Linked DNA regions of Sus scrofa: region 1 is linked to region 2. The links are chromatin contacts, called in public Hi-C maps. All regions are on one chromosome and are shown on one strand. The core of a region is the stretch at or near the end of the contact, and the rest is flanking DNA. Distances in the headings are between cores, read along the strand shown. Region 1 overlaps AOAH (acyloxyacyl hydrolase). Region 2 has its middle 58 kb from the start of AOAH.

Evidence for each region. Hi-C and Micro-C count contacts between places; a contact is called where the count stands out from the background.
Region 1: a Hi-C map of fetal skeletal muscle shows a contact between it and region 2, with 1.9 times the contacts expected there. The contact joins two enhancer-like sites. A contact is called at or near these places in 2 of 47 Hi-C or Micro-C datasets (fetal skeletal muscle and skeletal muscle) and 1 of 2 datasets of contacts at active chromatin or transcription factors (skeletal muscle).

What each region holds. Positions count from the first base shown.
Region 1 is chr18:37,492,751-37,495,757 of Sscrofa11.1, forward strand. AOAH (acyloxyacyl hydrolase) reads left to right here. Exons shown (of 22, transcript XM_021079244.1): 7 at 211-281. Among named protein-coding and RNA genes, the nearest start is that of AOAH, 77 kb to the left of the region's middle. Within about 2 kb of position 1,756, at least 8 of the 83 cell types and tissues checked have an H3K27ac peak or open chromatin away from gene starts, as enhancers often do. A contact at or near this core is called in fetal skeletal muscle, where this site is marked.
Region 2 is chr18:37,357,677-37,360,921 of Sscrofa11.1, forward strand. No RefSeq gene overlaps it. Among named protein-coding and RNA genes, the nearest start is that of AOAH, 58 kb to the right of the region's middle. Within about 2 kb of position 1,560, at least 2 of the 83 cell types and tissues checked have an H3K27ac peak or open chromatin away from gene starts, as enhancers often do. A contact at or near this core is called in fetal skeletal muscle, where this site is marked.

The sequences.
Region 1 (3,007 bases), core at 506-3,005, 140 kb after region 2:
CCATTGACCGCAGGCTTGTCCTAATGGAATGAATACAGAGAGTGGGGACAGGAACAAGGGTAACTTTAGTTATGTAAAAGAGCCCCAATTCTGGAAGAAGAGTCCAGAAAGCCAAACCATAATGCCAAGAGGAGAGGAAGGGCCTTTAGAAGTTGGAGAGCCATCCCTTGAACTAAACAACTCTCTTTGCTTTTGTTTTTTTCTCTCCAGACCTATTCCAGAAGTGATTCTGATATTTGTTCCCTCCCATTTTTGGCGAAGATCTGTCAGAAGATTAAATTGTACGTATACCACGTCTCCCTTCCTGAGCACTGGCAGGCGAGAGCATCTTTGGCTGTCTGTGTTTTCTTAGGACTAAAATGATCTTCAAAGTTAAAAGGCATCTTACTGAAGGTGGAAGTGTTTCTTGCTCATGACTTGTACAGAAACGAGTAGATAAATTAGCTCAGAACAACCCATTTTGGAAACATACTGAATACTAGCATCTTTGAACCTCCAAGTCCAACTGACTCACATCCTGGGCTGGAACACAACTTGCCTGCCAGTGAGACCTGTGAGTGGTTCAGTGCAGGCTCCCACTGCACTTGGGGACAGCCTCTCCTTGCTGTGTAAGATACAGCCAAGGTCAGCCATTTGCCATGGCAAGGACTCTTTGAGCATCTTTAGAGCAAGGCACTCACAAGGCTTGAAAGGGACCATTTTTTCACAGGTCCCCACCTATTACCTAAAATATGTAGCTCTGATATGTATGAGCAGGGTTTTAAATTGCAGAGACGCTGTCCAGAGTTCTCAGGCCCTCCTGTCTCAGCTTAAAATCTCATGCTCCAGCTCCACTGAGTCTGAGTTTAGCTAAGTGGCATAGTAGTCACTGTCCGAAACATTAAAAGACAGAACAGTGTCCTGAGAGTCACGTTGGACAAAGAGGTAAAATAGCACAGGTCCACCTTCCACCAGCCTGCTTCCCATGTGACGAGGGCGGCAGCTGCTGCCAAGCAGCGTATGCCTCTGTTCTAGGGGCCAGATGCTGAACTTGAAGTGCACTGAGTTCTCACTCCATGAAGTAGGGATTATTATTATTACCATTTTGCAGAGAAGGAAACTGAGTCTTACAAAAGTACCTTCTCCCAGCCACAAGGACCCAAGATACACCCCCAGATATGTTGGGACCCATTTGTTCTTTAGAAACATCCACTTCCATGACTCCTGTTCAATGCTGCCTCTTGAGCCAGTTTGAGGACTTGAGCCACTTAATGTTTCTGAGCCTCAGTTGCCCCATATCTAAACTCAAGCTATAGACTCATTTGGGGAGTTTTGTTTTTTTTTGTTTTTTTTTTCTCTTCTGGCAACCATGAGGTGTATGGAGTTCCCCAGGCCAGGGATCAGATCCGAGTCGCAGTTGTGACCTATGTTGCTGCTGCGGCAACACCAGATCCTTTAACCCACTATGCCCAGCTGAGGGGAATAGAACCTATGTCCTGGCGCTGCAAAGACAGGGCAGTTTTTAAAATGCAGACTCCCTGGCCTGAGACCTGGCAGGAGAGTGCAGCATGTTCCCAGCTTCCTGGTTGGCTGTGTCCTCCTCAGAGCTCATGTCCTCGTTCAGGAGTCAAACCCTAGATGCTCCATGTACAGATGATGCTTTAATGACTTCAAATAATGTACCTTCTCTGTGAGACAGTCACTGAGAGCACACCATCTGCCCTGGCCCCTGTTGCTTTAATTCTGACTCTCCCTCAGGCAGCTGCTGTCACTTGAGCCCATTCCAGTTCAGCCTGGCTCTCACCGAGAGGGGTTAGAAGGGAGAGCTCTCAGGGGTGAGAGTCAGACTGCCCATTTGGACTGAGAGGCTGTATTAGTTTCCTAGGACTGCTGTAATAAAACACCACCAAGCGGGTGGCTTAGAGCAGCAGAAATGTATTCTCTTCCAGTTCCAGAGGCTGGAAGTCTAGAAGCAAGGTGTTGGCAGGGTCCCGCTGAGACTCTGCTCCTTTTGAGATTCCCTCTGAGACTCTGGGTCAGATTCCTCCTCGCCTCTTCCAGTGGTGGCTGTCCATCCTTGGCATCCTGGGCTTGCACCTGCATTACTCTAGCCTCTGCCTCCCTCTTCCTATTTGGTCATCTTTCCTGTGTGTCTCTCTTTTCCTTTTACAAGGTCACCTGTCATAAAGGATTAGGGCCCACTCTAATGACCTCATCTTCACTTGGTAACCTGGGCAAAGACCCTCTTTTCCAAGTAAGTTCACATTCACAGGGACCAGGGGTCAGACCTTCAGCCTATCTTTTTGATAAACACAGTTCAATCCACAGCAGAGGCACTTCTCCTACGTCCCGTTATCCTTCATCTCACGAGCTTCATGGAAGCCGAGTCCACTGAACACTCCCTGTCTGCTTTGAAAGTATCTCAGGAGAGGAGAAGGCTATGCTTCTGACCCACATTCAGAGCTTCTGAGGGATCCAAGAGTTTAAAAACTTCTCCTGCTTCATCTGCCCACATGAGTTCCTACGAGGCAGCTGTGTAAAGTTCTGGCCTGGATCCCAGAAGCAGTCATCAACACCCCTTTTCATGAATAGATGTGGAGGCAGAGCGCCTCAGGACATGAGGATGGAGGGGAAATAGATGTGAAAGAAGATGCTGGCGGGGCTGAGATGCGCCCAGGTCCCCAGGCCCCTGATTATTTCATCATGCCCGGTTCTCACTGAATTGAGACCCCTGTCCCTGCCTTGCTGAAAGCACTGTCGCATTTTCTGTGTCCAGCCTGGGCCAGCACAACCCCAAACGGCAACTCTTCACTTGAGCCACCTTTGGTAAACTGAATTCAAGAGCAGCTGTGGCCAGGGATTTTCCTGGCAAAATTTAAAAGGGAAATTCTTCTGTTATGAAAAAGCAAGAGCAGTATGTTTTTCTTCTTTCTGAAACGCACTGTGCTTCTAGTGTAATTTGTACCAGGTTGCAGTTTATTGCACATTTAAACTCAGCCTCATTTATTCTTCAACCTGTGGCTGAGTG
Region 2 (3,245 bases), core at 310-2,809:
AAATATGTATAAACACATCTCCCTTCGTTTCACATGTGTAAGTAAACAAGCACATTAGCATGTCCGTGAACACACGTATGCACATGTGTACACACACACACCATACACTTGCGTGATCACAAGCAGAAAGAATTTTTCTCCCTTAATCGTGAAGTCCAGTCAGAACAATAAATTGACAAAAAAAAGAAGGATATTGTCATTGACCTCCAGATCAAAGACCATCATTTTTATAATTTAGTCTTTTAATCAAAGCTAGACATGTACACATGTAGAGTTAAATAGTTCTACCAGAATCATTACCAAAACCACACCAAACCAAAACCATCTCTTGTTCATTAGTCACAATCTCAAACTTTTATTTCCAGGAGTCCACCTTTTGTGACTTTTTAAACTGTTGCTCTTGGTTTTTTACCTGTGTATCAATATTATATCCTCTTTCTAACACTATTTGTGATTTTTCAGTGTTAGGCAGCATAAATTGATTTCCTACTAGGGAAATAAGGATTTACTTCTTTTTTACTCTTCCTTCCACCACCCTCCTCTCACTCTCCCTCACTCCTCCCATCTCTCTCATACAGATGCACACACTTCTCCTCAAATCCGTTATACTTTAATCAAAATTCTTAATAATTCAGTATTTAACATTGACATTATAACCATGTAAACTGTTCTCAATGAGCCACATAGAATATGCACAACTATTGGTTTTCTATGAAATGAACAACAGGATTGATTTTTAATTTTGTTGTCTTTTTATTTACCCAGACTATCTGTCCCTTCTCTAAGTCCCCTCCCAACACATTAGAGCACATCAGGAATAAAGTCAGTTTCATCTTCTCCCAGATATTCTCTCAGAGTCCCCTGACCTGGCTGCTCTCTATTCCTAGACCCAGCTTATAGGCCAAGCTTAAAGCACTGGATTCTCACTTTTTCTACAAAATCAAAGGGTTTTCTGACAATAAGTTTAGCCAAAATCCATCCTCTGGCTGTGGTCTGCACTGGCGAATTACCCTGTGGGATCTTGGTGCCATTTGGTATGATGGCAGTTGGAAATAGCACGCCATTCTTGCGGTGGGTGGAGTTTATCATGGCACTCTGTCCTGTCATTCCATTTAAATCTCATCGCATCCCAGGAGAGTGAGTGCTGCTCTCTAGACGGTTGCCATCCACTCAGGTTACACACAGAGTGTGCAGAGCCAGAAGCAGACTCTGCTCTAAATAAGCCCTTATGTCTGGTCTAAACTTTATTCTATTCCCCTGCGCATTCTGTCCCTAGGAGCTCAGCGCTATTTCCTTGAAAATATCAAGGTTCTTACATTTTAATTCTCCAAGACTCTCAGAAGTTTGGTTTGAGCCATTCCATTCCCCAAAGTAGTTCAGGCAGCCTCTCCAGTAAGCAGAATGTGGCCAGGCCAATTACTGGTCTTTGATTGGATCTGAAATAAGCCAACTCTGAAGGTCAAATGCTTTAATTTGGGGGATACAAGCTAGTTACTATTGAGAGGATAAAAAAGAGTCACTGTTGTGTTTGGGGAAGGCATCCCCCTACAGTAATTTCTAATTAATCAGACTGGCTCGTGGTCTGCAGGTTTGGCTCTGTAAATAGAAAGCAGATGCTCTTGTGGGGGCTGCCAGAGTAAGAAAAATAGCAGAAATGTCTTCAAGCTGTGATGATTTCAAGAGAAGGATTTGAAGAAATGATGGCTAGGTGCTCAGACATTTTATTAAAAGTAGTAGTGGGCGTATATAGCCATAAACCTTATTCTTTTCCTAGAAAAGCTGTCTGAAATATGTTTCAAATAAATTTCCCAAATGTCCTTGTCAAAAACAAACAAACAAACAAAAAGATTTGGGAATGCAAGGAATTATCTGCCTTACTTGCAAACCAACCTATTTTTACAAAGTTCATTCTTGGTCTCTCAAAAGGAAGATACATATTCACAGTGTCTACCACATGCCAGGCACTTTGCAGCTGTTATTTCCTTGGAGCCTCATAAAAACCCAGCCAGGGAGTTGGCTTTTATTTATTTATTTATTTATTTATTCATTTATTTTCACTTAGATGAAGAGAGGCAAAGAGAGTGAAGCAACTCTGGATCACACATGAGCAAGGGAGGAGCTGGGAGATGCCCCAGGTGACAAGCAGAGCTGGGTTAGAGCCTGGTGACCTGAGCTCCGGTTGAACCACAGACCCACCTGATTCAAATCCCAACTCTGCCTTCACTGGCTCCAGTGCCTTGACCAGGTCACTTACTCTGTCCCTACTTTCCTCAACTATTATTTAGGGATGCGAGACAGCATGCAAACGAACAACGGTCAAGCCATGTATGACAGTAGAACTCTGGCCCTCGACCTCTGTAGCAACCAGGCTGGGAAGCCAAACCATCACCTGGTCAGTAATTGGCCCAGAACTGTCAGCATGTAGCCAAGGCCACCAGCTTCCCTAGATTTTTGCCCTTTCTTTCAACTCATAGCCAACAGCGGAAAGCTAAATATATTCCCCCCAAAAAATGACATAAAATGTTCTACTTCTAGTTAGCCCACCTCTTGCTTCTCTATGTCAATAGCCTCTAATGAAAGATAGATAGATAGATAGATAGATAGATAGATAGATAGATAGATAGATAGACAGACAGACAGACAGACAGACAGACAGGCAGGCAGACAGATCTGGCTTTTGTATTGACAGATTATATCAATTACTTAGATGAAGGGAGAACACAAATTAAGAGCAGTTGGAGATAGACATTGCTCACTCCTGCATTAAAGGTTGTTGTAAAGGCAACAGAGGAAAAGAGAGGAAAAATTTCCAGAGAAATGAACCATCTAGCTTCAGGTAGTGTTCCAGAAGAAAAAAAAAATTAAGACCCATAAGATGACTTTGGAGCTCAGCGGGGAATACAAATGTGTACGGGAGATAATGAAGCCCTCTATTCCACAGTAAATGTTCATCTCGCTGTAAAAGACAAAGAGCTGTGAAATAGCCCTGGGAAGCCCAGACATGAGAGAAAGATGAAGAAGCAAACATTTTACAAGAAAAGCTTCAATAGCTAAGTTAGTAATGAAACTCACAGTACACAGGAGTGTTGATACTCTTTTGACACGTGTCCTAACTGGAGCATTGGATAGCCTTTAAGCAAAAGTTATGGCTCAGTGATCCACTTGCATTTATATAAATGTTTTCTTGTTTAAACTGGTAAATTGAATCTCAGCAGAGAGGAGCCTCCAGTGCCAAGCAACTCCAG